2 separate regions of the Capsicum annuum genome follow, and region 2 is linked to region 1. Evidence: chromatin contacts called from public Hi-C data. All regions are on one chromosome and are shown on one strand. The core of a region is the stretch at or near the end of the contact, and the rest is flanking DNA. Distances in the headings are between cores, read along the strand shown. Region 1 overlaps LOC124888071 (a long non-coding RNA gene). Region 2 holds the start of LOC107840303.

Region 1 (2,700 bases), core at 9-2,508:
AGATAATACCTTTGGAAAAATGTTAAGAGAGTGTTGAATTAAAACCATTATTAATTAGAGAAAATGGTCAAAAAAAACCTCAACCTTTACCTCAAATCTCAACTACACACTTATAATTTGCGGGGGCCCTATGACCCCCTTGAACTATTTTAAAATGGAATTATTATCCCCAAACTATTTTAAAGTGAAATATATGTCCGTCTAAAAGCTCATACCCAGATTTTATTTTAATTTGTGGTTTACACGCGCTGCCACGTGTCATTCCACGTAGAAGAAGAAGAAATGTCATTGATGAGTTCTTGGATATCATTGAAGAAAAAGAAGAAAAAGAAGAAGAAGAAAGAAAAATAATAATTAAAATTATATATATATTTTTAAAGAAATATTAAAAATAATTTTTTAATAAATTATTTTCGTTCTCACTCTTTTTAAAGAGAGTGAAACACACTCTCTTGTCATGTCAGCACTGGGGGTAATAATTTCATTTTAAATAGTTCAGGGGGGTCATAGGAGTCTCGCAAAGTATAAGTGTGTAGTTGAAATTTGGAATAAAGGTTGAGGAGACTTTTGACCATTTTCTCTTATTAATTATGATAAGTTGAAATTTATAAGAAAATTTAGTTTCTTGAGTTTGAAGAGAATTATTTAAATCCAAATAGACTATTAGTCATATGAATAAAATAAATATCATATTAAAATAAACTATTCACTTTTAAAAGATTTATTACGGAGAAAATCGAAGGAAACAATTTAATCCGTCTTTAAACGATATAAATTAGGTGAAAAGTTCATGAATTAAGATAAAAATAAAATGACAACACCTTAGGAAATTTATCTAGATTAATTAATTTAAATGTTAATTAGCACAAATAAACAATACAAGCTACAAAAAGGAAAAATCACATGAATATACAATTTAAGCATTAATATTACAAAAACTACCACTAGTTTTTTTAATTTACAAAAGGTATTTTTTATTTACAAAATCTACCACTAAAAGTGATTTTTTATAGCTGGCATATGCGTGGGGGGCCCCCACCAACTAAAATTCCCCCCCCCCCCCCCCCGTCCACTCCCAACAAACCCTAAAATAACCTATCAAGAAATATGGCTTTACACGGGACTAAAAAGCTGAAAAAGAGAAGGTTTGGGTTAAGAATTCATGTCAATGATGATAAAAAGCAGGATGAAACCATAGTGTGTAATCACTTTGGCTTTCGTTATTGTCCATGTCCCCACTCCTTCACGAATTTCCCCACCACTGCCATTGTTCCGTCTTCCTCATCCGCTGCAGCAGCCCTTTTGGTATTCTTCCCTTAGGTTTCAGCATAATCTTGGAAGACATGGTCGTAGTTTTCTTGATTTTTTTTGGGCAGATTTTTGATAGAACACCGTTTGTTCATCGATCAGTATGTTTTGTGTTTAGGATATGGTGGAGAATTTGATGTTGTGGCGACGGCGGCGGTGGATATGATTTTCAATGGAGGTTTTGAATTTTTTCTCAATGTTTGTTACTACTGATTGTTTTTCCAGATTTTTTCGATGACACCGGCAAGTGAAGAATATCAATGATTTTATGGAATGAATTGTATAGGAAATTGGTGTAGGTCTGTGAATTGTATAGAATTTGGTGTATGAATTGTATAAAAATTTATATATGAATTATATAGAAATTGGTGTATCACCAGTTTTATGGTGTCTGAATTGTATAGAAATTGGTGTATGAACAGCGTTATGGTGTTTGAATTGTATAAAAATTGGTGTATCAATATTTTTATGTTGTTGAATTATAAGAAATTGATGTATTAATAATTTTGTATCAATAATTTTATGGTGTTTGAATTATCTAGAAATTATTTTATCAATAATAGCAATTTCATGATGTCGAAAATATATAAAAATTGGTGTATCAATAATTTTATAGTGTCTGGTGTATATAAAAATTGGTGTATCTATAAGTTTATGGTGTAATATAAATTTTTATATAAAAATTGGTGTATTGATAATTTTATGGTGTTCAAAATATATAAAAATTGATGTATTAATAATTTTATGGTGTCCGATTTATATAAAAATAGGTATATCAATAATTTTATGGTGTATGAAATTTGTATAGAATGTGGTTTGAATCAACCGGAGAATTTACTATTATTAATGATGTTTTCTCCTAAAAAATATTAAAAATTAAGGTCAATTTAATTAGATAAATTAAATTTGAAAACATAAAACAAATATCAAATAAATGTAGTGTTTTTTCGTTTGCCTTATTTATTATTTTTGAAAAAAAATTGATGAAAAACAAAATAGGAGAATTTGCAGGTAAAATATCAACTATTAAGTTACCCCCTTAAATCATGTTATTTTATTTATTGTCTTTTATTTTTTCTTTTGCCTTATTTGGTAGATTTTGTTATCTATTGTTATATTTTGTAAAATAGAAACTATGTGTAGTTTTTGTAATATTGACTCTTAAAGTGTATATTTATGTGATTTGCCTGCAAAAAATGATGCAAGAATCAAAATTGGGCCCTCAATTGGCCCATTAATGAAACTGCCCAATTTTGGGCTTGAATTATGGACTTCAGTCCATTTTTCTGAAGTGTATATCAGTTCTATACTGACTGTATATCAGCCCTATTGCTGCTGCGTTTTTGTATACGCGCTGTATATCTATGTATAAACCTTGCGTCCTCACTTTCA
Region 2 (2,700 bases), core at 192-2,691, 49 kb after region 1:
TTTTGCTAGATCACATATAAATATTTTTAATATAACATATTTTTTACTTACCAAATACTAAAAAAAAAAATAAAATTAAAAAATAATATATTCTCAAAAGAAAATAAGAATTCTTTCGTACCAAACACACCCTAAATCTTTTTTTCCTTAAAGAGAAAGCAAAGAGAAAGATGAAAAAGGTGAGGAGCGTCTGAAAAAATCTGCGGTACAACAAAGACGCTCCTCCTCAGCTCTCAGTCCTCAGTCCTCATGGTGGATGGGTCCCTACTACAAATACCCCATCTTTTTTTTTTTTTTTTTTTTTCTTCCCCCCCTTTTCTCATTTTCCTTTTTCCAAATTTGTGGCTATTTCCACTAACCTTTTTTTTGTTTTTGTTTTTGAAAAGTAAAATAAATTAATGGAGTCCATGGTTTTTTAATGGTCAACTAAATCACCCTTAGAATGCAAGATTTGTCTTCTGCATATTCCTATTTCTTTACTTTTCTTTTATCTAATAAAGCACAAAAAGAAAAAGGAAAATCATATTCCTTCACCATCAACATCATGCCTACTATTTTATAAGGTTTAATACTTGAGAATAAACGACTTTGGGTATATTAAAGATCTAAATAATCAGTTAAACTGTATGTTATGGTCCCTTAATTTATGCCATTATGTTTTGTCAAGCAAGTTCATCTTTAACTAAAATTATTGCTCCTATCTTTTTGTCATTTTCCAAAAGATTAAAAAAATAAAAAATCTAATAGAATCTTTACGAATAGAAAAAGAGTACAATTAATTTGATGGTGATTAAGTGATATTATTTTTTCCACCTAATCTTCCGACGTCGAGAGACTCTACAAGCATTATAAGCTTTTGTGTATCTTGTAATGTTTTCATTTTTTAAAAATCTTTAATATAAAGTTAAGAGGAGTGTGAGTCATTTCATGAAATACATAACAGTGGAAATCTGTAATGACTTCTGAAGATTAAGTTTATTCAGTATTTTGTTGTGATTACAAGATAAATCAGAATAATAATTTATACCCAAAATCTTATGATTATCTATCACATAGAAAAGGTGATATTATAATTTTAGAATCATATCTATGTATATTACTATGTGTTGCTTCATTTGATTTGTATTTTGTTGTTCTCTTGTTATACTTTCTTGCAATCATGCTTCAAATTTTTTTCTTTTCTATCGAGTTAGGTCTATTAGAACAATCGAGTATATGTTGTTGTAGTATATGATTAGGGTAACTTTGTATTGGACCAAATAATCCATCAGTTATTAAAATGAGACAGTGCAGCAGTGCCATCTGTTGATTGTCCATAAATCACAATAATTCAAACCAGAATTAGCATAAAAGAATCCAAAAAGGACCCCATGACCTCCCCATTAGTGCAGGTCAGCATCTAGTTCTTATCTTAATCTTAATATTAAAAATTTCCCACATGACAAATCAAACACCAAAAAGCAAGCCCCACCCCCCAACAACAACACACACACACACAAAAGAAAGCAAGACAAGAACATTAAAAAAGGAGGTCTGCTTGCAAACCAAAGGAAATAACCTTTGGAATCTCTGGTAGTTGAGATATCAAAAACTGCCTTTCTTCATGAACTGAAACTCTCTATCTCAAGAAGAAGAAACACCACCTGATATCCAATAATCCTTTGAAAAGAATATATCTTTCTTTTCCTAAACCCCACTAAGATGGTGCAAAGAAAGCTTGGTATCAAAGCTGATCATATTAAAGCCAACAAGCAAATGATTAACCACAAACCATCTTTGCCTATATCACAAAGCCATGATATCAAGAACAAAGGATCTGAAGTCAAGAAGAAGATGATGAAGAAATCAGGCAAAACCAAACACTCAGATTATGAAATCTGTCACTCACCAAATTTCAGAAAATATGTACCTCAGCCAGGAAAGCCACCCCCCACTACTAATTCTTCAACACCAAAGAAGCAGCAGCAGTCAACATCCACTCCAAATTATATGAAGTCCACCAGCAGTTCTGTTGCAAGGAAAGAGCAATCTCAGGTTAGTTCAAGGAGCCCTCAAACTTATTCTCAAAGTTCTAGCAGAAAAAATTCAAATAACTCAAAGTTAGGCTCATCTAATTCTGTTAACAAACCAACAAGGAGTTTATTAGCTAGAACTTCTAGTTTGAAACTAGTGAGGACCACCCTGACAAAAACTCCTAGTTTTAAACCAGCAAGAGTTTCAGCGAAGAAACCATGTTCCCCTATTGTTCTGTGTGAAGACTTTCATGTAGAGAGGGCTACATGTTCATCAACTTTGAAAGAAGCCAAGTTTCCTTCATACCTTGAACTTAGTCCTGGAGGAACAGAATCAGCTGGAACTTCTGTCTTCAAGGTTTGCCCATACACATATTGCTCCCTTAATGGTCACCATCACCCTCCTTTGCCTCCCTTAAAGTGTTTCATGTCAGCAAGAAGGCGTACGCTAAAGAATCAGAGGAATCTCAAGTTGGGATGCTTCTCCCCCCGTCGAGCTAATCCCCGTGGATTAGGTTTGAATGAGAATGTACCAAAACAAATACAGAGTACTACAGAGGTAGCTTCTCTGATAAATGAAGATGACAAAGAGTTTTTTGTCGAAATTTATAGCAATGAAAGGGAAGAGAAGGCTGATATCGTTGGCCCAAACACCAACTTGGTAGATGATCATAAGATCACTGATTCT

The links. Hi-C and Micro-C count contacts between places; a contact is called where the count stands out from the background.
Region 2: a contact with region 1 is called in a Hi-C map of leaf, with 2.4 times the contacts expected there. The contact joins the promoter of LOC107840303 here to the enhancer-like site in region 1. A contact is called at or near these places in 3 of 5 Hi-C or Micro-C datasets (bud, leaf and placenta).

The regions. Positions count from the first base shown.
Region 1 is chr1:155,921,298-155,923,997 of UCD10Xv1.1, forward strand. The region is part of intron 1 of LOC124888071 (a long non-coding RNA gene); the gene reads right to left. Among protein-coding and RNA genes, the nearest start is that of LOC124888071, 3.2 kb to the right of the region's middle. Within about 2 kb of position 1,259, at least 3 of the 5 cell types and tissues checked have an H3K27ac peak or open chromatin away from gene starts, as enhancers often do. A contact at or near this core is called in leaf, where this site is marked.
Region 2 is chr1:155,969,781-155,972,480 of UCD10Xv1.1, forward strand. It overlaps LOC107840303, which reads left to right and starts at 1,442. Exons shown (of 2, transcript XM_016684125.2): 1 at 1,442-2,700. The coding sequence starts at 1,702.